3 separate regions of the Zea mays genome follow, and all the other regions are linked to region 3. Evidence: chromatin contacts called from public Hi-C data. All regions are on one chromosome and are shown on one strand. Each heading gives the region's core, a stretch centred on a gene start, on an enhancer-like site or on the middle of the called end of the contact. The rest is flanking DNA. Distances are from core to core; before and after follow the strand shown.

Region 1 (4,739 bases), core at 742-3,241, 160 kb before region 3:
TGATCACATCCAAGGATGCAAGTATGCCTTTTCTTTTGACATAATGGGACTTCAATGAAGATACTACAAAAATATCAGTAATATACTGAACTTCTATGAGAAAGCAGGATGACATGCAAGCATATATGCTCGGACATAGCTGGAATTACATAAAGAGCATAAGTAATAGCTACCTGTTCAATGAATTTAATGTATGAAGCCACGCCATTTTTGAATTGAGTCCCACCTCCAGGGAAAACAAAATAGTTACCAGACTTCCTGACCCAGTTCTGGTCCTTCTTGTATTCCACTAACTTTGGATGAGGAACATTATTATACCAAATCTGAAATTAGAGTGGAATGTAATATTACGAGGTAGTCAGCAATTGTATACTTTACTGAATGTTGAACAAAGTAACTATAAAGCATAAACTAGGTACATTCCAAATTTGAGCATTATAGATATGTGATAAGTCTGCATTTAAAGAAAAGGGATACTCAATATCCATGCATTGAATTTTCATACAGCATGGCCATGTTCCACAGGGTCATTCATGGGAATGACAAAAAAAGTTTGAATCAGTGCATGTTTTTTTAGGGATCTGCATCATTATATGTTACCGCTAACCAATGGAAGCATGAAATTCCCAACCTGGCAGCGCGCTTTATGTACAGCACTACAGCTCAATAGATGACATCCAAGATCTATAAAAGAGCTCTACTACCCTTTTGAGGCATGTGTATACTATTCAGTTTCGAGAATGTTAAAACTGTGTGCTCAATCGGGTATTTGGATCTGACAATCAAGTCGCTGGCAGATTACAGTGCATCCTAATCAGAGCATAGGAGCGCAGATTAGCATATTAAATTACTATAACCAGTAACCACAACTCATCCATTGGGGAATAAACAAGTACCAGTGAAAAAATCTTTCTCGACGAAGCAAGCAAAGCAGGCGTCCTCACCATGTCACGGCTGCGTGGCCACGGCACCGGACGCCGGTACCTCTCGGGCAGCGGCACGAGGCACCTCGGCCTCGGATCTGTCGGGCAGTGCCTCTCCCGGTGCTCCATGTGCCGCAGCGACTTGAGTGCCTTGACCGCCTTCACGTTGTCGAGGCAGGGGATGTAGTCCGCGGCCGCCACCCCCTTCCCCACCTTGCACAGCTCCCACGATGGTAGCTCCTCCACGGCGCCGCCGCCGCCTTGCCCCTCCTCATCCCTCTCGCTCGAGACTCCCGCGGCTGTCTCACCGTTGCCTGCCGATCCACTCGCTTCAGTGGCGGCAGGGGGCATGCCGTGATCTGGTTGGGACACATCAGCCTTCGCGTCGCCAGCAGCGGCGGTGGTATCTGGCCTAGGCGGGTCAGCCGTGCTGTTGCTGACCGCATCAGACGCGATGGCGGTTCCGACTACGGGCGGAGATGCGTCAGCAGAGACGCGATCAGCAGAAGTGTTGCTGCTGACCCAGTTGGAGACAACAGAGGTTGGGGTCTCAGGTGGAAATGCGTTAGAGGAGACGGCAGCAATTGAAGCTTGAGAGGAGAGGTGGGAAGAGGAGGAGGAGAAAAACGGGAGCGCTGTCGGTGCGGGGCTGAAGAGGAGGAAGAGAGAGGATACGACAATGAAGAGGGTGACGGCGGCGACGACAACAACTGGGCGCTTGCGAACAGAAAGGAAGGAGTAGATGGCCATTCCTCCTCTGGTTCGGAGGTGGTGAACGGGAACCGGGACTGCGGGGAAGATCTGCGGCGGCGGGGGAAGGAAAGGAAGCGCACGGCCGTATGCGGTGGTGCACTGGTGCGCCCGGTGCCCGTGTGTGCTCTGCGGATCTGCATGCCGCAGTTGCAGCCTTGCGGGTCCGGCGTTGGGAAGATTTGTTTTGAGTATAGTACCCCCTCGGCCCCATAAAAAAAGAGTCTCATTTTCGTTTGTAGACGAGTTAAAAAAATTGTTAGTTTTTAAAGAAAATATAAATAAACAAATGTATAGAATAAAAGGTCTACTTGGCTCCCTCAACTATTAGTGTTTCACATGCTCACCTATAAAACCACTTATTCTACTTTTAAACTATTAAAAATCATCTACTACCAGCGTTCTCAAATATTTATCATTCGCTAGTTTGCTTTTAACTAAACCACGATAATTAAAAAAGAACGGAAGGATTAAATAACCCTAACATGTTTTTAAAATAGAGCATCTTCAAGAGACTCTTTATTTCTTTTCTATCTGTTTGACTCTCTATTTGTCTTTTCATAAAGATTACACTTTATATGTAACATCTTGTAATACCCAAAATGTATAAAATGATAATATAGTTGATCTCATTATTTCGTGTGCCATCTTATCATTATAACAAGAGAATAACTATAAATAAGAATGAGTAATTAAAACCAATGACACTTAAAAAAATATACATCATGCTGGGATTTATGGAGTGTGTGCATTTGGTGACAAATAAATCAACATTCAAATTGAGGATTTAATACCTACTTTGAATAAATAGAATAGAAGGAGAGAAATACTATATAAATCACAAAATAAAACTTATTAATAAAATTTTATATTGGCAAGTTCAAATTTAATATCTAACCAAATTACAAATTTGCCACAAAAATAATTTCTTTTAGAGTTGAAGTTTTGAATTTGGAAAGGAATAAAAGAATAATAAAAAAAAAGAGAAAGCAGTTTTCAGTCGAGTGGGCCTCTAGTCCCTCCATTCAGCCCATCTTCGGATTCACCCCGCTAGCCCACGTTCCCTCAGCTCGCGCAGCCAGGTCCCACACGTCCAGCCCACTGCCAACTCTAGTCTCTCGCCGACTAGTGGTCCCGTTGGCTGCTCCCTCGCGTGCACACGGTCTTTGGCTGGTGGCCCACTGGTCAGGCTCTGCTATCGCGTGCGCCCAGGTCACCCTCACCGCTGGGTGGGGTATCGCGGCCGGTACGTCGTCTTCACCATGCCGCAAAGCACGGACTCCGCAGGTATGGCTGCCGTGATTCTTGGTCGGATCCGCGGCACCAGGAGAAGATTAGGTCTAGCCGCGGGGTATAAGGCCCTCCCCACCTCGTTCGCTCCTAGTCTCCGGGGTAGGGGTGGATATCGAGCCAGCTCGGCTCGGCTCGACCGAGCTCGAGCTGGCTCGTTAAGAAAACGAGCTGGCTCGGCTCGACTCGTTAAGGAACCGAGCCAGAGAACCAGCTCGGCTCGGCTCGTTTGCGAGCTCGAGCTGGCTCGTTTAGCTCGCGAGCCACAACAAAAAATAGTATACATGTATATATACAACAATATAATCAATTGCTAGTTAATTTTATACTAATTTAACACTAGAAAAGACTAACAATACTCATAATTTTATATATCACATCATTTAAACCCTAAACAAACATAGTTCGTCACTTATTAATTCATCCAATATAAGTATATGCTTTGTTTTACAGATAAATGCTAGCTCATTCGAGCTAACGAGCTGGCTCGAGCTCGTGTCGAGCTGGCTCGTTAACGAACCGAGCTGAGATGTTAGCTCAGCTCGTGATAAAATTGAAATGAGCCGAGTCGAGCCGAGCCGAGCTGACCACGAGTCGAGCGAGCTCACGAGCCACGAGTATTTTGTCCAGCCCTACTCCGGGGTTCGTTGCGGCTGAGAGAATCACCCTGGCCACCTGAAGCTAACCCCAGTCGCGCCATCGACTGTGCGTCTACCGTCGACCTGCCCTCACACCTCCGTTCGGTGCCGGTTGGATGGCACGGGATAACCACCACGAGGCGGGGGCACCGTGTTCTTCCTCAGCTCGCGCGGATTTGGCCCACGGTGGGCACAATTCCTTACCAAAGTCGAGGTTCTGCCATTGATTTGGGTGCGGCCGCCTCCATCGTTGAGAGATTATGTGCCTCCATCTCGGGTAAGCATCTATTCATAGGGTTCGCCTTTGTCTCCGCTGTGGGTTGGGACTTCCATTTTAGGAGATCGTGAACTAAGTCGCTAGCACAGTATGACTCGCCGGCGTGCGGCGCCGCGTGGGAATCCTGCGTCGCTGGCCTGCGCTCTGGAGGTGGGAGAGTACCCGATTGCCGTTGATTTCAAGTGTGCGGCTGAGATCATACTGATGCATACCGATTCGTAGGATTCATCCGTGCCGTTCGATCTAGATCGGGCACATAGAAAACGGTTTGGCTATTTTAAATCTACGCCGTAGATCCTTGATCTAACGAATATAGTAGCCTACCGGTTTAGATCGAGGGTGATTTAATCCAAGCCCTCTATCTGTAATCGTACGGCCCATATACAACCATACCACTTCACCCATGCCTTTTTGCACATGAGCCCCTGATTTAAGTAGGAATCAACCCGTCGTCCAGTGGAACTATTCTCTGAGTCTTAGAAATATTTGCACCGTAGCCCCTGCACTTCTCAGTATTTGAGGCCCAGTCCAGAGAAGATTAAAAATAGAGAAATAATTATAGAAATTAGTTTTTAGTACAAAAACAACTCTAGAAACTTGAGGAATTCATATATAATTCATGTTAGCTCCAAATTGAGTCATTCTAGTTGCAATAATTTTGTATTAATATTTTATACCAACTAGTAACACTGTTTAGCCATGAAACTTGAATTAAAATTATTCATTTGGATTAATCTATTCTAAGCACTAAATAATTTCCGAAATTCATAACTTGGTAACCGCAACTCTGAATTTAGTGGTTCTTGTTTCTACGATCTCGTAACGTCGCGTAGATCATTATTATGCAGTATATTCTTATGT
Region 2 (4,682 bases), core at 480-2,979, 190 kb after region 3:
GGTACCGACAGTAGCCAAGATGCCTTCCTATGGATCAGTTGCATGCCTTCCCAGGTCTCCAGTGCCATCCCGAAACTAGAATCAATATATGTACCTAATTTAAGAGAATGTCAAGCCTGAAAATTGTCAATCAACATACAATTTTTCAATAACTTTGTTTATATATACAACTAAAATCAATAGTATGCCTTTTATTTAATGCAATTTTTTAGGAGTGTTAGACTATTTGGTGGCTTCTTGTGGCTATCTATGACGGCTAGTCTATCAGGTCTTACACAAAAAATAATTTTTATGGAGACTAACTGGTTAAGGAATGTATATTTCTGCAAGCAGTATGAGGAAATGCATGTGCCATCCTATATTGATGTTATTCTACAACATAGACCAGAACATAACATATAATCATAATGATAGTTTGACATCCCTACAATGGTGGACATCGTTTGGATAGACCAAGGTAGGGAAGAGGAAAAAATTGTCACATTCACACAATTGATTCTTTTTTACTTTGTTGTCCATGGAGGGTATATATAATATTAGTGATATGGTGATATTCTGGCACACAAATTATATATACCATAGTGACGTTTGTTGTTCTATATTTATGTTTTATATAAATTTTTAATTTCTGTGGCAACGCACAAGCACATACCTAGTATATATATATATATGTATATTCAAAAATCTATATAATGGTACTAATATACACTAAGCTCTGTGTCAGTGGCGATATCATCACCTTCAAACACGACATATTGCTGTTAACATATGACATCCACTTGAACTCACCCACAACCACGAGAGCCGCTACGAAGCACTTGCCTTAATTATGGCAAAACCCCATGCCAGACGATAGCTACGAAGCGGAGGCAAAAAGCGCCACGGCGATCTGCGAGACGCGATGATAGAGCCGCTACGAAGCACTTGCCTGAATCATGGCAAACCCCACGCAAGGCGACAACTACGAAGCAGACGCCGAAAGCGCCTCAGCGGTCTGCGAGACGTCCCGCGAGAGCCGCTACGAAGCACTTGCCTGAATCATGGCAAATCCCGCGTCAGGCGACAACTCCGAAGCGGAGGCCGAAAACGCCTCGATGGTCCACGAGACGTGACGTGGTACGAATAAGAAACCACCTGCACGTGGATAAAATAGAACATAACAAATCGTTAAGTCGTGTAATCACTGGTATGGCAGGTAATTGTATACCAACTTCACAAAATCATAAATTTGTAGAGCATCTCTTTTGCTGCTCCGCTAAATTGGTGGAGTTAAGGTAAACTTCACTCTTTTTCCAGAAACGGAGCTGATTTGAGTTAGGAGTGTTTGACAACTGATGTATGTAGTGGAGTTAAAATTTTCTAGAGCATAGCAGTCCGAAACACCCCTAGGTGATAGCTAGTGCACTCGAGTCACGACAAGCACCAAGGTCATATTAGACTGATTGGTACGGTATAACTGAGATGGTTTAAATTTAAAAAAACCTGCTAGGGCTAGTTTGAGAACTTTATTTTTCCAAGAAATTTCTATTTTAAGAAAAATGAACTACTTTATTTTTAAAAAATAAAAATTACTTAGAAAATAGGTTTCCAAACTAGCATTAGAAATAGTTTTCAAAAAGTTTTAAAAAAAATTTCCTTGTAGTAGTAGTCTCTAGTGTTCGAGTGGGACGCCGTCGCGAAATGCGAAGTGAAACGAAAGAGATGACCTGGCCCACCTGCCATTGAGTGTATAGCACGAAATGGTTTTGCCTTCGCTTTTGCTTATGCGTACGCGCGGCGAATCACGGCGCCCACCTTCCAACCGGACTTGAGTCACTTGACTCCGCCGCGGGATTCCCCGCCAGATCTCATTCTCGCCCCAACCCTAACCGCCGACGGTGGCCATGATGGCCACCGAGCCCTTGTCCCCGGGGAATCTCGTCGAGGACGTCGAAACACTACCCCTGGACTCCTCCTCCACTCTCGCGGCTACGACGGACCCGCTGCTCCGCCCACCTCCCCCCTCGTCCACCTTCTCTCCCACCGCCGGTGAGAACCATGGCGCGTTTCTGGACGAGGAGGATGAGGACGTGGTGGATGACTTCACGCCTCCGCTGGCTCCCCATGCCGCTACGGCCGCGACGAAGTCCCGCGAGGCGTCACCGTGGTTCGCTGAGATCACTGTCTCCGAGCCTAGGAAGCACGCGGAGCCCGCGACCGGAGCCGTGGGCGTCATTCCCGGCTCGGCCAGCTACGTCTCCTACCTCATCGCCACTCAGGTGCCCGACGGAGGCGAGTTCCGCGTGCGTCGGCGATTCCGTGACGTCGTGGCGCTCGCCGACCGCCTCGCGGAGACCCACCGCGGCCTCTTTGTACCGGCGCGGCCCGACAAGAGCATCGTCGAGGGCCAGGTCATGCAGCGGCACGACTTCGTGAACCAGCGGTGCGTCACCCTCCAGCGCTACCTCCGCCGCCTCGCCGCGCACCCCGTCGTCGGCCGCAACCCCATTCTCCACGCCTTCCTCACCGAGCCCAGCGGCATCCCCACTTCCGACGGTGAGTCTCCCAGGTGGAGCCCTGCGATGAGTGCTGCTACGTCCATGGCTGCTTCCGCTCCAGTGACGCCTACCAAGAGTGGGAGAGACTTTTTTGGGGTGTTCAAGGGCCTGAAGCAGACAGTGACGAATGGGTGGGTGGCGGTAAGGCCGCCTCTAGTGGAGGAGGAGATTGACACAAAGTACCTTGTGCACAAGGCCAAGCTTGAGGACTTGGAGAAACATCTGGTGACAGCATCTCAGCAGGTAACCGCATATTTGCGAATATTTAGTTTCCATGCTGGAGACTCTGTATCTTGTTTTCATTGGTATCATTGTTGTTCTAAAGGCAGAAAAACAGGATAAATAAATAAATAAGGTGATTGACTTCTGACTTCTTAGTGCTTGTTTGGAGCAGCCCATACACTTGCATTTGCTACTTGCAGAAAGATACATTTTATGCATCATAAGTTTTCTGTACTGTGTACTAGTGGAGTAAACTAGCTAATCTACTACCATGGCATCATTTGTAGGCAGAGGCATTTGTTAAAGCTTTTGACGATCTAAGATCAACGACAGGTCTCTTGGGAATGTCATTCATCAAACTGGCTATGTTTGAAAAGGAGCAGGCTGCGTGTAGTTCTCAGAAAAGACGAGCTGCTGACATCAGTAATTTTGCCAGTGCTGTTATTAGAGTTAGCAGATCACAGACAAAACTAAACACTGAAATTGTAAAACATCTGGTAAGTGGGGAGTAAAAGAATATTTGCTTGGACATATGCTTTTAGGATTATTGTTTTCCCTTTTATTTTGATATGTTGTATGCTTTTGCAGGGTATTATCCATGAGTACATGGAGACAATGGCTTCTGTTCATAATGCTTTTACTGATCGTTCCAATGCTTTGCTTCGTGTGCAAAATTTGTCAGCAGATCTATATTTCTTGCATACCCGGGCAGGAAAACTTGAATCTGTATCAGCGAGAGGAATGGATCAGGAGAGATCAAGGTATCAAAAGATAGAAGAATTGAAAGAAACAGTAAGAGCCACGGAAGATGCAAAAACACGTGCACTTAAAGAATTGGAACTTATCAAGGTAATTCATCCAAACTTCTGAATCAAAGAAGGTGTACATTATGTGCGACAATTTAAACTGCAATGTTGTTATTACTCAAAACAGACCCACACACATTATTCTCTATTTTGGAAGGCGCAATAATCTCGATACCAAAAATATGTCTATAGACTATTCAGTTTGCAGTACATGGATATAAGGTGTAGGTTATTTTGTAGCATGACACCTAACACTAACTAATGTTATATATTTGGATAATCCGCTGAAGCAGTCTGATTAAAGCTATTTGTCCTAGTTTGTGCTATGGAATTCTCATTAGCGAACACTTTTAACCATGTCCAATTAACATTATTCCAAGTTAAGCTCGCAGAAGCAGAATGAACAGGTTAGCAACTACCATACCAAGAGTCCAGATTTTCTCTCTGACTATTGTCATGTTTGCGCCATGGTGGAAGTATCAAGAATTTTATAGTACATGCATTGTTAACGGATTTTCTGTTTGAACCCTTCAAGAAAAACTATGGAGGCACTATTTTTTTGTGTGGAAGAAGTGCTTTCATTAAAGTACTAGAAATGCTGTACAGCTGGAGATTTCTATTCAACCCTGAGAGTAAGGTTGCATCCATTTCAGGTGAATACAAAAATATTGGTATGCTGTATGCATTACACCATCAGGAAGGGCAGGTCTGGTGTAATGGTGAGAGCTGAGAGCTGTCTCATTGAGTCACCAGGTCGTGGGTTCGAAGCAGCCTCTCCTCATTTGTGGGGGGACTGGGGGAGGCTTGCCTCGGTTTATCCCTTTCCCAAACCCTACTCATGTGGGAGTCTCTGGCACTGGGTCTACCCTTTTTTATTGCCCCATCAGCATTTATGTTTCAACTCACTGTCAAACACTGTTTTGTCCAGAGTTTTGAACCATAGGTACAATTTTCTAGTACTTGGGAATTGGAACAAGGCTTCACTGTTGAAATTTTAAATCCTAAATGGTTTGTGTTGCAATTCAATATGGAGTATTTATGGCGTTCCTTTTTTTTGATAATACAGGAAAATAACATGAATGAAATTAAAAGATTTAACAAGGAAAGGCGCCAGGAT
Region 3 (4,543 bases), core at 1,002-3,501:
CGCCATAGCCGTCCTCCACTAGGAAAGCCATTGCCAGGCCCCAGGTGATGTGCACGTCCAGATGGCAATGCATGAGCCACACACCAGGGTTGTCGGCGACGAACTGGATGACCGCCCAACCGTTGACAGGCACCGCCACGGTGTTCCTCTGGGGCGGGTCGACGTAGTTGAACTTCTCGACGTCCTTCTTGGGGTCGAAGTTGCCGAAGCCCTCGGCGAGGATGAAGAAATCGTAGCCGTGGATGTGGATGGGGTGGTTCTCGGGCGTGACGATGCTGGTGTCCTGCAGGACGAGCTGCACCACGGAGCCGAACCTGAGCGGGTACAGCTTGGTGGCGGGGACCGGCTGCCACAGGGCCTGGCTGACGTTCTGCCCCGTGTAGTCGAACTGCACGGGCGGGTATGCCGGGAAGTCGGTGGTGAAGACGCCGGGGATCTTGTAGTAGTGCGCGTGGAGGAGGGAGTCGGTCTGCGGGAAGACGAAGGAGACGTTGTTCATGCTGGCCGCGAAGCGGGTGTTGTTGTTGGGCCCGGCGCAGAGCTGGCCCGGCTTGCAGTTGAAGAGGCCGAGGCCGACGGTGAAGAAGAGGTACTCGTCGACGTTCTCGTGGACCTTGACCCGGTCGGGGCTCCTGATCCCGGCGGCGAAGGCGGTGGCGGCGGACGTGTCGTTGAAGGCCGGTAGCGCCGCCGGGAACGCCGGCTGTATCTTGGGGCCGAAGTCGGAGGCGCAGCCGCAGTCGTACTCGAGGACGGCCGTGGTGGTGGTGTTGTCGAAGGCCACGTTCTGGCCGGAGACGTAGGCGCGCGCGGCGACGTAGTAGCGGGTGGGCGGCTGGTCCATGGTGACGAGGACGTCGGTGGTCTGGCCCGGCGCGAGCATGAGCACCGAGGTGGTGAAGGGCTTGGTGTAGGACGCGTCGGTGGCGACGACCGTCATCTTGTGCTGCGCGATGGTGACGAACAGCTCGTGGTTGAGCGCGGCGTTGATGAACCGCAGCAGCGCCGTCTCGCCGGCCTTCACCGGGATGGCCGTAGTCTCTGCAGTGCATGCCGACGGGCGATCGTGAGCATGCTCTGTTTCGTTCAGGTTTATTTTGCATGGGCGGCATCGTATGCGAGATGAGCTAGCTACCTTTGTTGGAGCATTTGTACAGGTCGCCGGGCTGGCCGTTGATGGTGAACGCGTCGGAGACGTTGGGACCGCCGCCGGTCCTCTGCGCCTCCCGGATGACGTCGATCGGGTTCGCATCCCACCACTCACCTGCCCATCGATCACCGTCCGTTAGATTATTAGAGACGTGAATGAAACAACAAATTAACGGGCCAGGATGAGCAGGGTGCAGACCGAGGATGACGGGGACTTCTCGCGAGGGCTTGGCGAATGGGTAGGTCTTGTTCTCCCTGGGGCGGATGATGAGCGCGCCGTAGACGGTGGCCCTGAGCCAGGAGCTGTGCGCGTGCCACCACAGCGTGCCCTCCTGCCCCTGGATGGTGAACCGGTACTTGTAGCTGCCGCCGGGCCTGATGGGGCACTGCGTCACGAACTCCGGCCCGTCCGCCCACCCAGTCCTTATCTGGCGGATGCCGTGCCTGCACACGCCATGCATGCAGCGCGCATTGATCGAGACAGCCGGCCATGAACGGGAGAGAGTATAGACAGACCAGACGATCGATGTCATGTCATGTCATGTCACTCACGGTTGAGAAAAACGAGCTTCAACGACGTACGTACCAGTGGATGGTGGCGTTGTACTGCGCCCGGTTGACGACGTTGATGACGAGCGTGTCACCCTCCCTGACCTCCAGCGTCGGCCCCGGGTACTGCCCGTTCACCGTGATGATGTTGTGCGTCTTGCACAGCCTCTTCACCGGCGTCTCTTGGATCTTGACGATGAGCAGCACCATGCGCAAACCCCCAGAGCAAACAAACACAGCACAGCACACACCGACCGATCAGGCAAAGAAAAAGAATCGTTATTTCCAGCCGCGCGCTGGAAAAAAACACGTCTACCATGCATGTACGTATTATTCACGCCGCGTGCGCCGCACGTACAACGAACTCGTGGTGGTGCACTTCGGCGTCTGCCGCGCCGAGCAGCGTGAGCGCGAGGCACGGGAGGAGGAGGAGCAGCAGCCGGGACGAGGACGACGACGCCATGGCGAGAGCGAAACACGTCGCCGCTGCGCTGCTGCTGGTGGTCTTCGCTTGCTGCTGGTGGCTTTCCTCTCAAGGTTTCCGAGTTTGCGATGAGAGGCTTCGCCACGGGGCGCGCACGGAATATATAGCTAGCGTTGGCTTTGCCTCGTGCCGTTCCCGCCGCGGGCGGGGGGGGTGTGGTTGGTCGATTAGGTTTGGAGCCTTTTGAATTCCAGCATGGGGGAAATATTACCAGCTGGAGGCTGCTGCGGTTCGTGCGAGTGACTGCTGCGTGCGGCTCCGAGCTGACCGATCGATCATGTCATCGCGCAGCGCGTGGTATCGGATCATTCAAACTGTGCAGGTGGTTTGGTGCACCCACTGGCCTGCCCACTTTGGAGCCGCGATTTTCACAGAACGGGGCAGTTCCCTCCCCTACACGCTTCTCTGCAACCAGACAACAACGCCTGGGTTTTTACACTCTGCTTACGTACGCTGTCACGTCGTTCGGTTATTTTCATTATATTTTGCGTCGAGTTTCAGATCTCTTTCTGACAACCACAAGAGCATTTCGGCGGTCTGTGTAAAACAGCGAAAGCACCAGCATTATTTGCATTGCAACCATGTGTGTATATGGTCTACTCACTGCGCGCGGCGTTCTAAGTCTAACGCTGGGATAGGGATTAATTTGCACTTGCGCATCCTGCTACGCATCTTGGCTTTCAGGCCGTAGTAGAGAAGAGAGGTCACGAGGGCCGGAGTGTTTGTTGCCCATCTGCCCATCGTCTCCTTCGCTTCCTCTGGCCGGTCGATTAGTTAGTTATTCTGCCGCTATCATATGCTGCCTACATACGGCGTAACATATTTCTGCGGCTTGCTGAAACTTGCGGGCAAAGGAACTCGGGCTTCCGAACCCAATGATTAGAGCGTCAAATCCATGACGTTTTAGACGTACGTACGTACGTACCGCGTGCTAGCTCTTTTTTCCCCTTCCCCTGCCTATGACGAATCGTTGGCAAGCATAATAATAAACCTAGCTAATGCGTTGAAGTCATTTTGTACTGACTTTTTGATGCGAGGGAGGAGGTGGATTTGGTAACCTATAATGCAGCGAGTGTCAAATATTTGTTCCAACAAATCTTCGGAAACAATCTTTTGACACAGACGATGATGGCACCGGATCCGATCGCTCAGTCCAATTCTAGGTGCCACGTTTCCGGCTTTCATTTTTATTTTCTCTCTCTTTTTGTTTTAGAAAACAGCGAAACCTTTTAATTCTCGGAGAACTGTGAAATGGTGAAGCCTGGAATTAAGCTAGAGTTATGCTTCATGCTTGCAACAGATCGATCAGTAGTCATGAAAACGAACCGTTTGCATGTACCATCCATCCATAAAAAAACAAATCAGAGGAAGGCAGTTTCTTTGAAAGTTGAGATCGGCTCTGAAATGCGCTTGGACTGAATTTATTTACAAGAAAATCAAACGTCAGAGCAGAGATGGTGCTAGCTTTTGTGCCCCAGCAAGTTGACAATTGGAGGCGAACGCTGAAACTCTGAACAACATGAGAAAAAAGCATCGCTCTTCGGACCCCAGCTGTGCGGAGTGCAGAGGTCTGCGCGCGTTTCGGCGTGGCGGTACGGTAGGCTGGCAACCTGGCGAATCCGGCCGGGCCTTTCAGAAGGCCTGTCCAGTGCAGTGAGCCGCCGGTTAGGAACGGCAGGTGGGAACAACACATCGGCAGGGACCAACCACCACGATCCCATCATCCCTACGCCAAGTTCCTATCGCTCTGATCAGAAATTTGCGTTCAGGTGGGTTGGGCATCCGTCCGCTCGATCATTTTCGTCTCTGGAGTTGCCTGCCATTTGGTGATTGCCCTGAGCTCTACGACCCATGCGCTTCGATTTTTCTTTTCTGCCGCAAAGAGCTGGTTTGGAGGTTGCAGTGGTGCCACGACCATGTCCAGGGCGCATGCATGCGACTTTTCATTTGGTCAAGGTTGGATCCGCTCATGCTTTCGTTTCCTGCAAAGGCAAACGCACTTTAGGGATACCTACTGTGGACTTCGGAAGTCCGGAATGCAGATGGCACCTTTCGCTTAAAGTATGCTGCCGGCCTGCAGTGCAGCTACGCGGTACTCCTACCTAGCTCTTACAATAAGTGAACATGCTGGTCAAACTTTCTTAATTTAACTAGGTTTATAAATGATTTTACCAAATATTTTTAGACACTTTTATTATAAGAAAAATGCATTCGACGATTCATCTTATAATCCTAATAATATATCGTAAGTGTTAGCATTATATATGTGTTTAGTTAAAGGTAAAAAAATATGACTTAAAACACATAAACTTGGTCTAAAAGTTAGAGTTAGTGCAAATTAAACCAAGTTTGAGAGGATAG

Evidence for each region. A called contact is a pair of places that touch in the nucleus more often than the background predicts.
Region 1: a Hi-C map of bundle sheath shows a contact between it and region 3, with 1.9 times the contacts expected there. The contact joins the promoter of LOC103651052 here to the promoter of LOC100282094 in region 3. A contact is called at or near these places in 2 of 25 Hi-C or Micro-C datasets (bundle sheath and leaf).
Region 2: a Hi-C map of tassel shows a contact between it and region 3, with 4 times the contacts expected there. The contact joins the promoter of LOC100191880 here to the promoter of LOC100282094 in region 3. A contact is called at or near these places in 2 of 25 Hi-C or Micro-C datasets (ear and tassel).

What each region holds. Positions count from the first base shown.
Region 1 is chr3:188,601,337-188,606,075 of Zm-B73-REFERENCE-NAM-5.0, forward strand. LOC103651052 (probable methyltransferase PMT23) reads right to left here and starts at 1,992. Exons shown (of 9, transcript XR_004857323.1): 1 at 897-1,992; 2 at 174-323.
Region 2 is chr3:188,946,977-188,951,658 of Zm-B73-REFERENCE-NAM-5.0, forward strand. It overlaps LOC100191880 (PX domain containing protein), which reads left to right and starts at 1,730. Exons shown (of 5, transcript NM_001137304.1): 1 at 1,730-2,780; 2 at 3,047-3,256; 3 at 3,348-3,608; 4 at 4,632-4,682. The coding sequence starts at 1,884.
Region 3 is chr3:188,759,555-188,764,097 of Zm-B73-REFERENCE-NAM-5.0, forward strand. It overlaps LOC100282094 (L-ascorbate oxidase), which reads right to left and starts at 2,252. Exons shown (of 5, transcript NM_001155007.2): 1 at 2,057-2,252; 2 at 1,736-1,887; 3 at 1,349-1,593; 4 at 1,136-1,264; 5 at 1-1,041. The coding sequence starts at 2,161.